Linked DNA regions of Mus musculus: region 1 is linked to region 2. A link is a contact called in public promoter capture Hi-C data. All regions are on one chromosome and are shown on one strand. The core of a region is the stretch at or near the end of the contact, and the rest is flanking DNA. Distances in the headings are between cores, read along the strand shown. Region 1 holds the start of Hyal1 (hyaluronoglucosaminidase 1). Region 2 holds the start of Dock3 (dedicator of cyto-kinesis 3).

Region 1 (7,025 bases), core at 3,930-6,429, 350 kb before region 2:
CCCCCTATACAGACAGGTCAGCTCTCCTCCAACCCTGAGCTTTTTCAGTTATCTGAGCCACAAAAGTGGCTCCTGGGACACTCACACCCACCCCAAACAGGCTCAACCCCCCCAACCCCTTACTGCTTTCCCTCCTCGGGACACGGAACCTGTGGCCCTCCGTTCCAATCCGTCCAATTCAGGACACTTTGGCCTTGGGTCCTTCTGTCCCTACACATGGGGCTCTGATGGTACTGCCGTGGAGCTTGGCCCATTACATAGAATGTGGCTTTTGCAAGTCTGCTTGCCTCTGGTCTGAGTTTCATAGTCACCCTGATAAGGACCATGGCTTCCTTCCTAAATCTACAGGTGTCCAACGGCCACTACTTTGGGGACCTGGGCCTCCCTGCTGAAACTCCACTGCACTGTTTTTTTTTTTTTTTTTTTTTTGGTTTTTTTGTTTGTTTGTTTTTTTGAGACAGGGTTTCTATGTGTAACTGACCTGGCTGACCTGGAACTCACTTGTAGGCAACAAAGATCTGCCTGTCTTTGCCTCTAGTGCTGGGATGAAAGGTGTAGACCATAATGCTCCAGCTAGAAACTCCATTGTTTACCTGCCTTATTCTAGGATCTGCTGGCAGGAGGGTCTATGTTGGGGGATTTCTTGCAGTGGATGGACAGTGGGTCCCACTCCTTTACTCATTTACTGTAGGACGGGCCTCCTGACTCCCTTTCCCAAATTTCCCTGAGCCTGAGGACAGCCCTCTCCCCCCTTCCCCCCAAATCTCAAACACCAGGCTTTAAGCCTCTTACCTGGCTCAGGTGGCTCCGCAGACACAGTACTCCCTCCCCAGCTCCCACACCTTCTAAGTAAGGCCAGGAAGGAGGAACCTTAGGGTCCGCCCCTAGCTCAGAGCGCCAGGGTTCCCCCCCCAGACAGGTTTAACCCCTTCATTGCGGACCCCACCACTGTAAGTGGAGCGAAGCTTCGGGTCTTCAGGGAGAGTCTGCACTTACCCCTTGTGGGCCATGGGCCATGGATCTTTTGGGAGTGGGGGTTTTGAAAGCTCGATTATGGTGGGTGTGGCTTAACAAGCACTAAGCTCTAAGGGAAAGGGAAACACTGGGAAGACTTGAGCGACACTGTAACTTTGGGGACCACAGGCGCAGGGTGGATAAACGGGCAGCATGTGAGAAGTGAGGGTGATACTGACATGTTAAAGCCGAATTCCGGGATGATCCACGTCCTGCCTGCGCTCGGTCGGGTAACTCGCTGTCTCTGGCTCCAACTCCTCGGTCTGCCTACGCTGGTCCCAGCAGTACGGAGGACTCACTGCAGTCTTCGCAGGAGACAGAGCACCTCCTCCTAAGTTCTCAGTGCCCGCCCGGAACGTCCCTACCTAGACACCCCGCCCCTGGTTCTGAGCGTCACAACAGAACTCCTGTAGGCCCATTCTGTCCCTGGCTTCTTCCCTTCCGGTGGTGACTGGCAACTAGGCCCGTAGTTTCCTTTCGTTGGCTCCGCCTCCTCTTGGCTCTAGCCGGCTTCTAGCAGCTTGCCTGTGTTCAGCTCCGCCTGCCCCTCTCCTAGCTCCAGGCTCAAAGAAATGAGAGTTTCACTTTGTTTCCGCTCTTGTAGGGTCTCCAGTCCTCGTGGGTTGGTGGAAATGGCCTGATCAGGTGGAACTTCCTCCTGATCATGGAAAGCAGTCGTCTTCAGACAACACAATTGGATGAAAGTATAGAGCCTTTCCAGTGCCTTCTGGGTTCTGAGACCTGCCTATTTTAGGAGCTAATTAAACAGCTAAGTAATATAAGACAGCTTTGTTTGCCGGGTTGAGTGATGCTAGTACTCTGAGCAGATTCAGGGATCCTATAGAGTGATGCTTGTGTTTCCCCAGCCCTCTGAGGGTACCATCAGCATGCAGTAGGTGTGCAAGGTTCTATCTTTGGAGCTAGATAGCCTAGATTTCAAAATGCATCTCTCCTGGTTGGTTGGTTGTTTTGTTTTGTTTTTTGTTTGTTTGGTTTTTTTTGTTTGTTTTTTTTGTTTTTGAGACAGGGTTTCTCTGTGTAGCCCTGGCTGTCCTGGAACTCACTCTGTAGACGAGGCTGGCCTCAAACTCAGAAATTGGCCTGCCTCTGCCTCCCAAGTGCTGGGATTAAAGGCATGCGCCAACAGTGTCTCTCTGTGTAGTCCTGGCTGTCCTGGAGCTCAATATGTAGACCAGGCTGGCCTTGCCTCCCAAGTACTGGGATCTAAGGTGTGCATCATCCATGCCTGGCCTTGCTTGTCTCTTCTTGCTGGGCAACCCTCAGTGGCTGGGTAGCTTGTGTGAGGTAAGTGAATGAAAAAGGCTCAGCTTCCCTGCATGTCCATTGCAAAGACTGAATGAGTTAGCCCACTTCTAGTGCTTGCTTATTAGCATAGGGCTTGGCACAGAGCTGACATATGGCAAATGCCAGCTTTTGTGTCTGCTGACTCATAGATTCTGGAGGAACTGCCTGTGATCCTGCTGACAATTAGGTCCTTCTAGGCTCAGAATGGATAGTGCCTGTCCTAAACTCTGATTCACTATGTGACTATTCCCGTGACTGTGCCTATGTGCCTGTGGCCATGTCAGTGGTGGAGTGTACTCCTGTGACTTATGGGCATGTGACTGTATTTGAGGAAGTCCTAGGTAGGCCCTGGGTATGTCAGGTGTTCAGTGTGTGCAGTTGGGTGCAGCTAATCATCACATACCCCGCTTGTCACACCACTTGCCTCTCCATCCACGGTAGCATCGGCACCTGAATTTCATAGCCATCTGCGCCCGGTCCTTAAGTGAGAGGGTACCCTTGAGGCTCGGGGGCCTGCCATCATGTGTTAGCTCAATGGAGAAACTGGCAGGGTTGAGGGTGAGGAGAGCCTCAGGATAACTTGGATGGCGGACACAGCGACCATGGCCGGAACACAGAGCTTCGCTGCACAAAAGAGCTGCACTGGTCACGTTCACGATGAAGGGCCCAAGTGTGGAATCCATGTATGCTTTAATGGCCTGGCATGATTCCTGAGTGGGAAGGGGATCATAAGGACCACCACAGCCATGTGCTTGCCTGGTGCTTAGCCAGGATGTCAGGAGTAGCGAGAGGAAGCCAGTCTCCCCTCATCCCTGCCCTACTCCCAGGCCTCCACTTACCTTGGTACTTGTTTTGTCTGAGCTTAGCCAGAGCACTGCTCCTGCCACTCCCTGGGCTGCACTCTCCCCCAGGCTGTGCTCCAGTTCCTCCTGGGAAGGAGATTGCAGGCACGGTTGTATAAGGCTTACTGTCCTTCCTCCCTGTGGGAACTGCTGGGACATCACTGGATGGGACAAATAATCTCTAACCTTCACCTGAGGCCGCTCTAGTGTTGGTGGCCAGGGGCAAGCCTGTTCTCTGTTCTGAATTTCTCATGCTTCATACAGAATTTAGCATAAAGTAGATGTTTTGTGGGGGGGGGGGTGGGGGGGGGGGAATGAATGGACAAAGCACTGGAGTATTTAAGTCAGGAGTAAAACAATTTGGACGAAGCCCCAAGAACCTCCCCTACTTTCCCCAAAGATTGTAATACTCTGAAGTCAAGTGGACTCAGCGGTTGGACTATTACCATATTACCTAACAAGGACGGCTGACAAAGTCACAGAGGACTCACCAGGGGCAGAAGATAATCTGTCATTTCATAGAAGATCTGGACGTAGGGCATTACGGGCACATGGGGGTCTCTGGAAACTATAGCCACACGGAGCGCCTCTTGCACACGGTGTCGAACGTACATCTGTGACTTCTCTGTGCCCATCAGTGCTGCAGGCAAATAAATACTGGGGTAAAGGGCATAGCTCTGGTTCCACAACCACCCTAGCTGGTCGTTCTGATCACGGACGAATACTGGGCACTGGCCTGTGTAGTTGAGACTTAGAAAGTCGTTGTTGTAGCAGTCAGGGAAGCCATAGTAGCCCCAGAGGCCACGGGGACGCAGTACCTGCCCCAGTTGGAGGGTGCCTGCCATCCAGGCCTCTGCAGCTTCCTGGAACTGGTTTTTGGCTGCTGCCTCCACTAAAGTTTCTGGCCAATCAGGGTGCTCTGCCTGGACCAGTTCCATTGAGCGCTGCCGATAAATGTCCTTGCTGTCCCAGTTGAAGGCCCACCGTGGGCGCCAAGCCTCCCAATCAATGACTGCCAGTCCTGAGAAGTCAGGTTCAGGCATGGCAGCCTTGATGTCCTGGAATGTGTGAGCAAGGTGGGTAACCAGGCTGGCATTCTGGGGCAGACCACCAAATACGGGTTCCCCTGTGGGTGTATAGTAGGGGTAGGTGCCCAATTCCTCTCTGTAGAAAATTGTCATGTTAGAGCCTTGGAAACTCTGCTCCTTGTTGGCAACCACATCGAAGACACTGACATCCACATCCACTCCATACTCCGTCAGGCACCAATGAGTGTCTCCATTCCAAACAGTGATGAATGGCCGGTTGGATACCACGGAACCTCTGCAGACTTGGGCCAACTCGAGCAAAGTCAGGAAGAGAGTAGAGATGCGAAGCAGGTGGCCTGCGGTGGCAGGGGATGAGCCTGGGGAAACCTGGCCAAGGGAGGCAGAGTTCAAGGCATGTCTCAAACTTTTTGACCCCTACTTAAAGTAGCTGGGTCCAGTCCCTTGATCACAGTTTTGTCCCTGCTGAGATGTCAGCTGGACACTGATCTGCAGGGATCAGCAAGGTCAGAGAGCAGACCGGAGACTTGGAAAGGGGCATTGCCATGAAGGGTATAAGTGAATCTCCTCTGTGGCCAGGAACCTGCCATCTGCGTCCCCTCAAGCTTTGCCTTGGCCTGACCTTACCCACTTTCCTCCCAGGGGCCAGAGGAACCCATTACATCGGTCCTGAAAGAGGAGCTGAGACCTAGGCCCTAGGTCCTGGCCGACCTGGTGAACAAGGGAGACTATTCCGTTTCTTCCACCAGAAAAACTGGCAGCCACTGGGGGAAAGAGATGCTCAAGCGGCCAAAACCAGCCCAGCCCTGGAGACCCTCCAGCTGCCCACTGGTCCCTGCTGACCTCAGGACTGAAGGGCTTCATTCTCCAAACTTTCTGAGCATGCTGTGTAAGCCCAAGCATGTCTTGGCCGGATTCTGTCCCGCAAGCTGGTCCTAGTTGCACCAGCTTAGAGAAGCTGCGGCGGCTGCTGCTCAGGGAAACTTGGAGCTTTTGGAGATAGTCACCCCACCCAACCAATAGGCTGGCCTTGGCACGGGGCGGGGCGGGACTGGGGCTGGACTAGCAAACAGCCCCTCCTACTCAGACAACACTCTTTGTGTGGACAGCCGGGCAAGCAAATGTGTGGTCCCGCAGTGTGGTCCCTGAGGACTATATGCTTCCAGAGTACTTTCTCCTCACTGTGACAGTTTTGGCCCTAGGCACTTTTGTCTTTGTGGGACCCCCTCCTCATTGAAACAAGTTGGGTTTTTTGTTTGTTTTTGCCTTAGGCAGGCAAGAAAGGTCAGAGACTGTCTTCACACAGGGTACAAAAACATTGCTCCAACAGTTTGGGTTTTGCTTGTTTTGGGCTGGGATCTCCTGTTTGCTAGCCAAGTGCTTTACTGCTGAGCTCTGTCCCTAATCCCGTCCAAAAGGCATTTCCTGCTATCCAAGCTCCACGGGCCCGCACATGCCCACGTGGACATATAAGTAAATGTAAAACGCTACCTTAGGAAGGAAAACGTGTGAAGAGCAATAGAGGAACGCATTGAATTGACCCTTGGCTTTTACTTTACACATGTATACACACACACACACACACACACACACACACACACACGTACACAAGCCAAACAAATAAACCTTTTGTTCTTAAGTCCTGTCTGTGCCTGCTGTGCCTAATGGTTAACCTGTCCTTGTTTGTTTCTGGAAGGTTCTGTGTTCATGAAGTTGAGTTGTGTCATCATGCTCTGTCTATTCTAGGTCAGTGATTGCATCTTTGTGACGCTCTAGTTGGTAACTGGGCTCGTGCCCAAATTCCCAGGTATTTATACCTGCAAGTGTGAGGACTCAGTTCCTGGGATGATGTACGAGACCTTGCTGTTTGGTGATCGTGAGACCCTGGATCTGCATGGCCGTGGAAATGAGCAGGGGTGTATTAGTGAGTACACGCATAAGTAACGTGTGTGTTCATGCAGTTGTGAGTTACAAGTTCACTGAATCACAGGCTGCTTACTGAGATGATCTGGTTGCTCAGGTCCGGGCTTGCCTGCCAAGTTAGGAAAGTAGAAGGGAAAGGCATGGCCCCGCCCAGAATAAAGCAGTTGTCTGGGCCTGCAGTTGTGTCTGATTCTGAATGACCGAACCCCTTAGGCATTCACCTTGGGGCTACCATATAGGCGTGGCCTCCCTGGCAGTGTGTGCTTAGTGCCTTTGATCTACCCCACCTTCCTAACCTGACCTTTCCCCTAGCCCTCAGAGACTGTGGTGTCACGTGACTTTTTCCGTGAACAATCTTCTATTCATTTCCAGACACCACAGGTGACCACAGGTGAGAGAATTGATTCTAAGTCTAGCTTGGTAAATCAATGAGGTTTCGGGGCCACATTACCGGAGGAACATAGGGAGCTGCTTACAGAAACATGGGACACTCAAAGACAGCTGCATCACCAAAAGGTCGACCCTAGGCCAGAACAACAGTTGACAAAAGTTGTAGCTTTGGTACAGCTTGCCAGCTTGTAGGTAGCGCCTCTCCAGCAATTATTTATTACTTTTTAGTTTTGGAGAGGGGCCTTGTGAATCTTATAATTTTTTAATATTATGTGTGCATGTATATTTTTTATTTATTTTTTTAATTATCAAGAGAATTTAGCTGCTCTTCCAGAGGACTGGAGCTCAGTTCTCAGCACCCGTGCCAAGTGGCTTGCAACTAGTTCCAGAGATGCTGACATCTTCTTCTGGCACAGAGGTGACATATAATCACAGTCATACACACAGGTCAATGGAAGGCCTGTGAGTCAGTAGTTTTCTCCTCTGTCACCCCGACTCTGGGCAT
Region 2 (7,242 bases), core at 1,482-3,981:
TTTCTTTCACGGAGGGGCAGCTGGGGAGTCTTCTTGGAGAAAGTGGTCCTGAGACAATCCTTGGAGGGTGAGAATGACCCACAAGTTCCAAGTGAGAAAGGTTTTGTGGGTTGTGGATATTGCTCACAAAAGCCCATCAGATCAAGACACGGGGGATGCCAATATTTGGAATTCAGATAGCCCTGGAGGGTTCTAGGAGAGCTTGTTAGGTGATAAGCTTAGAAATTAGATCTTGAGGGGCCGAGAATCAAATAAATTACATTGACATCAAAGGACCTGGGGTGCACAGTTCTCTTTTTGAAGTCAGATGGAGATAAGTGGAAGAGGAGTCGGTGAGGCTACTGACAAGCGGGTCTTCCTGGGGTGGTAGGAACCTGTGGAGCAGGGCAGGCTGGAAATGGGAGACAGAGGCTTCCAAAGCAAGAGCAAGAGCCCGGCTGGGTACTACTGGCAGGGATACAACAAACTGGGTAACAAGAAGGAGGAAGTCAGTGAGGATTCTGAGTTTTCAGATGCAAGCGTTGTGTGTTGGGGGTTGTCAAGTGGACTAAGAGCCCGAGGAAGGGAGGGCTTGGATCACATGCTATGGGGACATCACATGCTATGGGGACATCACATGCTATGGGGACATCACAGGTTCACAGTTCTGCTGAGGTCTGACTCTCCACAACATGCTGTGTCCTTTCGTGTTATTCCAAGAAAACGACCTAAATTTAGTGCAAACAGCTAAATCAAACGAGTCCAGACCATAACCAAATGTCTCCTTCATCCTCCTTGGCCCCCTTTCTTCTCTTGTCACTTGTTGGAATTAGTGTTCTCTGACCTCAGAGCTGAGATGGGCGGCAGTACAGTGGATTGTCTCTGTTGGGAAATGGGCACAAACGTTGGGAAAACCAGACCTTAGGCTCTGTAACCGCCATCATGTATACCAGCCAAGGGATGGAAGTAGTGGATGAAATGAGTTTCATGGGTGTTCAGAAGACCTGTGTTGCTTGGCTGTGCTGGCTGGTCAGAGCTCTCTGGAGAGAGCTTCATGGGAACATGGCTCCATTCTGTGGAACGCCCTTCATGACTACCATCGGACTGAGGTCCATGTCCCTGGAAGAACTAGCTAAATAAACCAGGGCATCTCTGTTGTCTTGCTTTTGGTTCCTGATCCCCCTTCTACTCTCATAGTGTATCTGATTATTGAGAAATTAAATTGTTCACAGAACAGACACTTTCTGGGGAGGACTGGCAGCCTTCATAGGTAGATGAAAGAGTCCATAGACCATGAGGTGGTGGCTATAGTCCAGGTGAGGATGAGGACGGTCAGGATACTTTGGAGAAGGAATTCACAAAGTCTGGCAATTATTAAGATATTTATTTTTAAATAATAAAAAAAGATGCCTATATGTAGCCCAGGCTGGCCTCCCCAGGCTGGATTCTTTTGCCTCACCTTTCACAGTGGTATAATTACAAGTGAGTGTCACTTGCATCAGAATAGTCTTATTTTAGCCCTGCTTTTCAATTAATGGCCATGAACTCACTGTTGAGTTGGGTGGAGTCTGAGAGGCCAGAAGGATGACTTTAGCCTAAAGCTTGACTGTGTGGGTCTATACGCTGACAGTCCTATGGGAGAAAGATTAGAGTTCTTGGATACAAATGGATACCTGAAATCTCAGCCAAAAGAAGAGGCTGGAGAAAATGGTGTTGGCTACTGCTCTCCCAGGAGACCTCTCTCTCTCTCTCTCTCTCTCTCTCTCTCTCTCTCTCTCTCTCCACACACACACACACACTTTAGAATAAAGCACAATAAAAATGTCACCATGTTGACTGCTGTACTAGTTTAGGCTTCCTGGATCCTGGACTAGAGATGCTGAGATGGGCTTTGAAGAATAAGACATCCAAGAGCGATAGCGAGGTATACAGTGCTGGTGACAAGAGATGTTTGGATATATGCTGGGTCTAAATATAGAGTCCAGAAGTTCCCAGTCTTTGCTCAGTAGTTGACAGTAGCGGGTCATAAGGTAATGTTGGTAGCTATCAGAGCGAATGAATTCTTAGGAGATGGAGGAATAAAGTTCTAGGAGGGAGTCAGACCTCAGGATGGCTGGAGGTGAAGACCTATGTCCCGCAGAGGCGGTGGCATAGGTCTGGGGTACACAACTAGATATAATTGGGAAAGGAAAGACTTCTTGAACATGAAGGCCGCTAAGCTTGTTCAGGCCACACACACACACCACAGCAGCCAAGTCAACAAAAGAACTCAGGAGGTGTTAGAAGCCTTGGCCTATATGCGGCATCCTAGGAGCCCAAGAACCCCCTGCACATCACTCAGTTCCTTTGAAGCGATGATCCCATTCTGCCAGCTTCTCCCTCCCGTTACTCCCTGAGCCCCGGGATGGCAGAAGAGGACCTTTCAGAGGATGTGGCTGTGATAGCAATGTGACAACGACATGAGTTTAATAACGATGTCCCCATTTTTACTGGTTCTCCTCTCTCTGACAAGAGGTGGAGCGGCCATCTCAGTACGCCTGGCATGAGACACCGTGGCCTTCCTCACGCAGGACCACGACCCCGTTCTGCGGTAGCTGCAGCCAAAGGCTCTGTTGGGGGGGGGGCGGAGGGAGTTGGCCTCCCGGGCCGGGCTATCCAATCCCTTCTCGCAGATTTCCCTCCGCTGGCCCGCAGCGGCGTCTCGTGGATTCGCGCGCGGGCTCGGGCGGGCGGCGCGAGCCCGGGTATTGCGAGCCCCCGCGCGCCAGGGAGCGGCGCATGCGCGGGCGTCCCGCGAGCCCGCTGAGGCGATCCGAGCCGCGGCGGCGCCGGGAAGCCAGCGACGGAGCTGTGAGGGACCGAACGGCGGCGCGGGGACGGTGGAGACGGACAGGTGGTGAGCCCTCGCCCGCGTCGCCAGGGGCTCCTCGGCCGCCCGTGGAGTCTCGCGGTCGGTCAGGACGTGGCATCCGGCGGTGGCGGTGGCATCCCGGACGGCCTGTGAGGGATGCGCCGCCTACTGCCCCGCGCCGCCTGACCGCCCCCGCCTTGCCTCGCGGTGCGCCACAGCCGGGCCCGCGGCCGCCCCTGCGGCCGTCCCCTGCGAGCTGTCACCCAGCCGCCGCGCCCGCGGGGCTGCGCCCGGCCCGGCCATGTGGACCCCCACGGAGGAGGAGAAATACGGCGTAGGTAGGTGAGGCTGGGGCCTGGCAGCGGCGGGGGCTCGGGGGCACGTGCCCAAGTCCCGGGCCCCGCCTCGATTGCTGCTGCCCCGGCTCCTCCGCCCCTGCCCGCACACTGTGCGGCCTCGGCGCGGGGCGGGTGCGGTACCAGCGCGGGGATGGGCCCGGGGCTCTGGGTGCGGGAGGGCGGCAGGGGGCGCTGGCGGTGCGGCCTCAGCAGGTGCGGCGGGCGGGCGGGCGGGCGGGCGAGCGGGAGGGGCCGCAAGGCCGGGGCAGTTGCGGGAGGTTTGTGATGTGAGGCGCTGGACAGTTTACCCAGGAAGATGCATCTTCAGCAGTCAAAACCTTGATTTTAGTGAATTTCTGCACCAAGGTTGATGAGCCCGATGGTTGTTTATTTTCCGATTGGAAGCTTACAAAAAAGGATGCAAAACGTTGACCTCATTCGCTCAGTCTAAAATGATGCAGATCTTTATTTTGCTTTAAGGGTTAGAAATAGTTCCTCTACTACTGTGGGAATTGTTTTGGACATACATCATTGTTAAAGTTTAGTGCATTTTGCTGACATTTTTTAAAAAAACAAATCTGTTTTCAAATGAGAACGATACTCCTTAGTTTCTTCTTAAACTGTTAGGTGAAACTCCCGAAGGTTAACGATTTCTTTTAATATTCCATTTCTTTAAAAAAAAATTCAGTTTTTAAGGGACTGAGTGTTTTATCTTTACAATGTTAGTATTTCGTGGCCAGCCACTTTACATCATTGTAAATAACCTATTGGATTTGGTTACAAATATTTAAAATGTGGAGTGTGCAGGGTTTTTTGTTCTTAGCTTGTAATGGAAAATTTTAGAAAATGTATAGGAAGTATATTGCTTAAAGGCAAATTATTATTTCAATCAATGCAACAGTTCTAACAGCATTTCCTTAATAATTCATTATAAAGAAACTTTGTAAACCGCAGTGGTTTTGTAAAGTGCAATCGTTTTGTAATACCATCAGGCAAGGTATGTAAAAATACTGTTTATAGTAGAGGGGCCCTCTATCTTCTTCTGAAAACTAACATTCTAAAGTTTATAATTAGCTATGCTACAGAGGACCTGGTAAAAGACCCCAAGTTCTAGAGTCTTTTGAAAAGGAATTAGGAAATGGTGCACAGGCCAGGATTCACCCCTAGGGACTCTTTTACCTTTTCTATTTAAAGCATTCCTTGAATACTAAGTTGCTACTGTGAAATGAGGAGTTGATGGTTCTTCTGCTATCAGAACTACTTAATTAGAATAACAAACAATCAGTGTGAAAGTGGTCAGCTGTCCAGTGGTACTTGATAAATTTTTCCCTTCTGGGGAGGAACTCTCAAGTAATGCTGATAGTGGGATTCAGAGTGCTGGCTTCTTTTTTACTGGTGCTTTGGGAAAATTATGTAAATAATTTTCTTAATGTGTAAATGAGGGCTCGTGTTAACATATCTTACAGGGTTGTGAAAACCAAACAAGTACACACTAAGTAGTTTGTAAATGTTAATCTCCCCATTAATACTTAGACAGTGATGACACTATATAATGGTGTGTTAGTTCTGAGTCTGGTAATTCAAAGCAATCAGATGGAATGAGATTAGCTTTAGAAAAAATTGTCATTCCCTGCAGAGGAGCATAGGATTGCATACACCTTAGATCTTAAATGGCCTGTTGTTACTCTGACGATAGTTTCTTTGTAGCTGTGGTCTGGTATAATTTTGATGCTTTCTTTCTTTCTTTCTTTCTTTCTTTCTTTCTTTCTTTCTTTCTTTCTTTCTTTCTTTCTTTCTTTCTCCTCTTCTTCTTCTTCTTCTTCTTCTTCTTCTTCTTCTTCTTCTTCTTCTTCTTCTTCTTCTTCTTCTTCTTCTATAAAAAAGCAACTACTGGATATTTCTCTAACAGTTTTTTCCAACTGTCATTTCCTATTATGGTCTAAAAGTTTTTGTTTAAATTGCTTAAAACTCCGGACTTCCTCCCCTCCATAAACTTAGGGGCCGCACTCCTAGGTGTTTTCTAAAAATCTAATTCAATCTGTAAGATATGTTCAATATTGTACTTAATAATGATAAAAAGGCAATACAATTAATTTTTAAATTAGTTTTCCATTTGTTTGATTTCAAGCTAAGGACTAGCTTGAAAGTTTAACTATTACCACTGTTTCTATAAGAAAATGTTTTGAGTTCAGCTTTCTAAAAGTAAACATTCATGTATTTGTTGGTGTGGAGAATGGGTGTACCCATACTATGACATGCAGGTGGAGGTCATAAAACACCTTGAGGAGTTTGGGGTTTTTCCCCTTTACTGTGTGTGTTTTGGGGATTGAACTCAGGTCATCAGACTTGCTGGCAGGTGACTTAGCCCACTGAGCCATCTCACTGAATTTAACAGAGATTTAGTTTCTAAAGGTCTGTGGGTAGAGCCTGGTGTGGTTCATATCACCTTGAATTCAGGAGATCCAAGGATCAGGATTTTGAGGAGGCATCAGAAGGAGGGAAGAAAGAAAGAAAGGATGAAAGAAGGAAGGAAAGGGAAAAAAGATCTGTAGTATAGAGGAGTCTGAGGTGGGAAAGATCCACTGTCTACAATATTTGAGTCAATTCACTGGTTCCTAGAATAGCCTGAAGATAGTGGCTTCATTGGTTATTTTATGGCCCTTCAATCACAAGAGGGAAGCCCAGTTTTTGAAACCTCTGGGAGAGAACCAATACCTCTTTTTGAGGCAAATCCAGAACTTTAATTTGTTCTTAAACACAAGGATATAATCTATAATTTATAATCATTGGTTTAATATTTGCAGAGAATGTTAACATTAAAATTTTTACTTTATTTTATTTATATGTCTGTTTTTTGTGTCTGCCAAGTTTGTTCCAGTGTTCACAGAGGGCAGAAGAAGGTGTCAGAACCTCTAGAGCTGGAACTCAGGCATTTGTGAGCTGCTAGACATGGATGGGTGTGGGAATCTGAACTCCAGGTCCTTTGGAAAATAGCACATCTCTTAACTTCTGAGCCAGAAGTTTCAGGTCCAGATGTAGCATCTTTAGACACATCCTAAAGCACAATGGTCTGAAAAGAAGCCATTGAGGTTGGAAATGCCTCATATTCACACTCCGTGTCTACAGTGGTGTTGAACATTAACTTTCAATAGCTTCTGAATCTTCTGAAATTTGTATCTTTATTGTTGATAGTAAGAATGTTTAAAATTATTCCTACTGTGTAAACAGCAGTTGGTCTGCTATATTAGGGATTTATTTCCAGTGTTACGATTTTACCGTAGTGAACAAGCCTATTTATGATTGTGCTCTCAAGTCTCTTGTATACCTCCCTCCAGACAAATTATGTGTTGAGAAGCAATATTTTGTAAAGTTTTTGCACATAGTCTCTGAAGACATTTTTTAATTTTTAAAACATACATAAATACGTCACCACTTATTTTAGCAGTGGCCCAGGTACTTGTTATATTACACATTAGGATATTTTAGTGAGGATAATGACTTTGTTGGGAAATGAGTCTTTCAGAAACTTCCCGTTTTCCTGTTTGTCTACAGTGCTATAAAATCTCAACCTACTTCCACATACTATCCTCCTCTTCTCTCAGTACTCATTTATGTGTTTTTGCTAGTGAGTGAGAAACAACATTTGTGGTAAAATTACAGCATGATAAACATAGATGTAGTACTGCATCTTTACCAGTTGTGTATTTGACCTTCTCTACTCAAGTGGAGCCCATATTATTACTGCACAGCTGTAATAATAACAAGGGTATTCTCCCCCCACCCCCAAGACAGGGTTTCTCTGTATAGCCTTGGCAGTCCTGGAACTTGCTCTATAGACCAGGCTGGTCTTAAGCCTACAGAGAGAGATCTGCCTGGCTCTGTCTTCCAAGTGCTGGGATTGAAGGTGTGCACCACCAGTGCCCAGTTAGAATATTGTTATTGCTAACTAGAATTGATGACTTCATGTACATTCCTATACATCTTTGTTTTTCCCTCAATATAAATTGCTTGGATTATACCTTTCACCAGGTCAATTTAAAATTAAGAAAATATGTGTATGGGTATTCCAACTTC

Evidence for each region. Promoter capture Hi-C pulls out the DNA fragments that hold promoters and counts their contacts.
Region 1: a contact with region 2 is called in a promoter capture Hi-C map of neural stem cells. The contact joins the promoter of Hyal1 here to the promoter of Dock3 in region 2. A contact is called at or near these places in 1 of 39 promoter capture datasets (neural stem cells) and 1 of 115 datasets of contacts at active chromatin or transcription factors (microglia).

The regions. Positions count from the first base shown.
Region 1 is chr9:107,575,104-107,582,128 of GRCm38.p6, reverse strand. It overlaps Hyal1 (hyaluronoglucosaminidase 1), which reads right to left and starts at 5,179. Exons shown (of 4, transcript NM_008317.6): 1 at 5,051-5,179; 2 at 3,653-4,576; 3 at 3,159-3,248; 4 at 1,178-3,029. The coding sequence starts at 5,071. The coding sequence ends at 2,715. It overlaps Naa80 (N(alpha)-acetyltransferase 80, NatH catalytic subunit), which reads right to left and starts at 1,460. Exons shown (of 2, transcript NM_019750.4): 1 at 1,194-1,460. Hyal3 (hyaluronoglucosaminidase 3) reads right to left here and starts at 833. Exons shown (of 4, transcript NM_178020.3): 1 at 793-833.
Region 2 is chr9:107,227,398-107,234,639 of GRCm38.p6, reverse strand. It overlaps Dock3 (dedicator of cyto-kinesis 3), which reads left to right and starts at 2,731. Exons shown (of 53, transcript NM_153413.2): 1 at 2,731-3,168. The coding sequence starts at 3,132.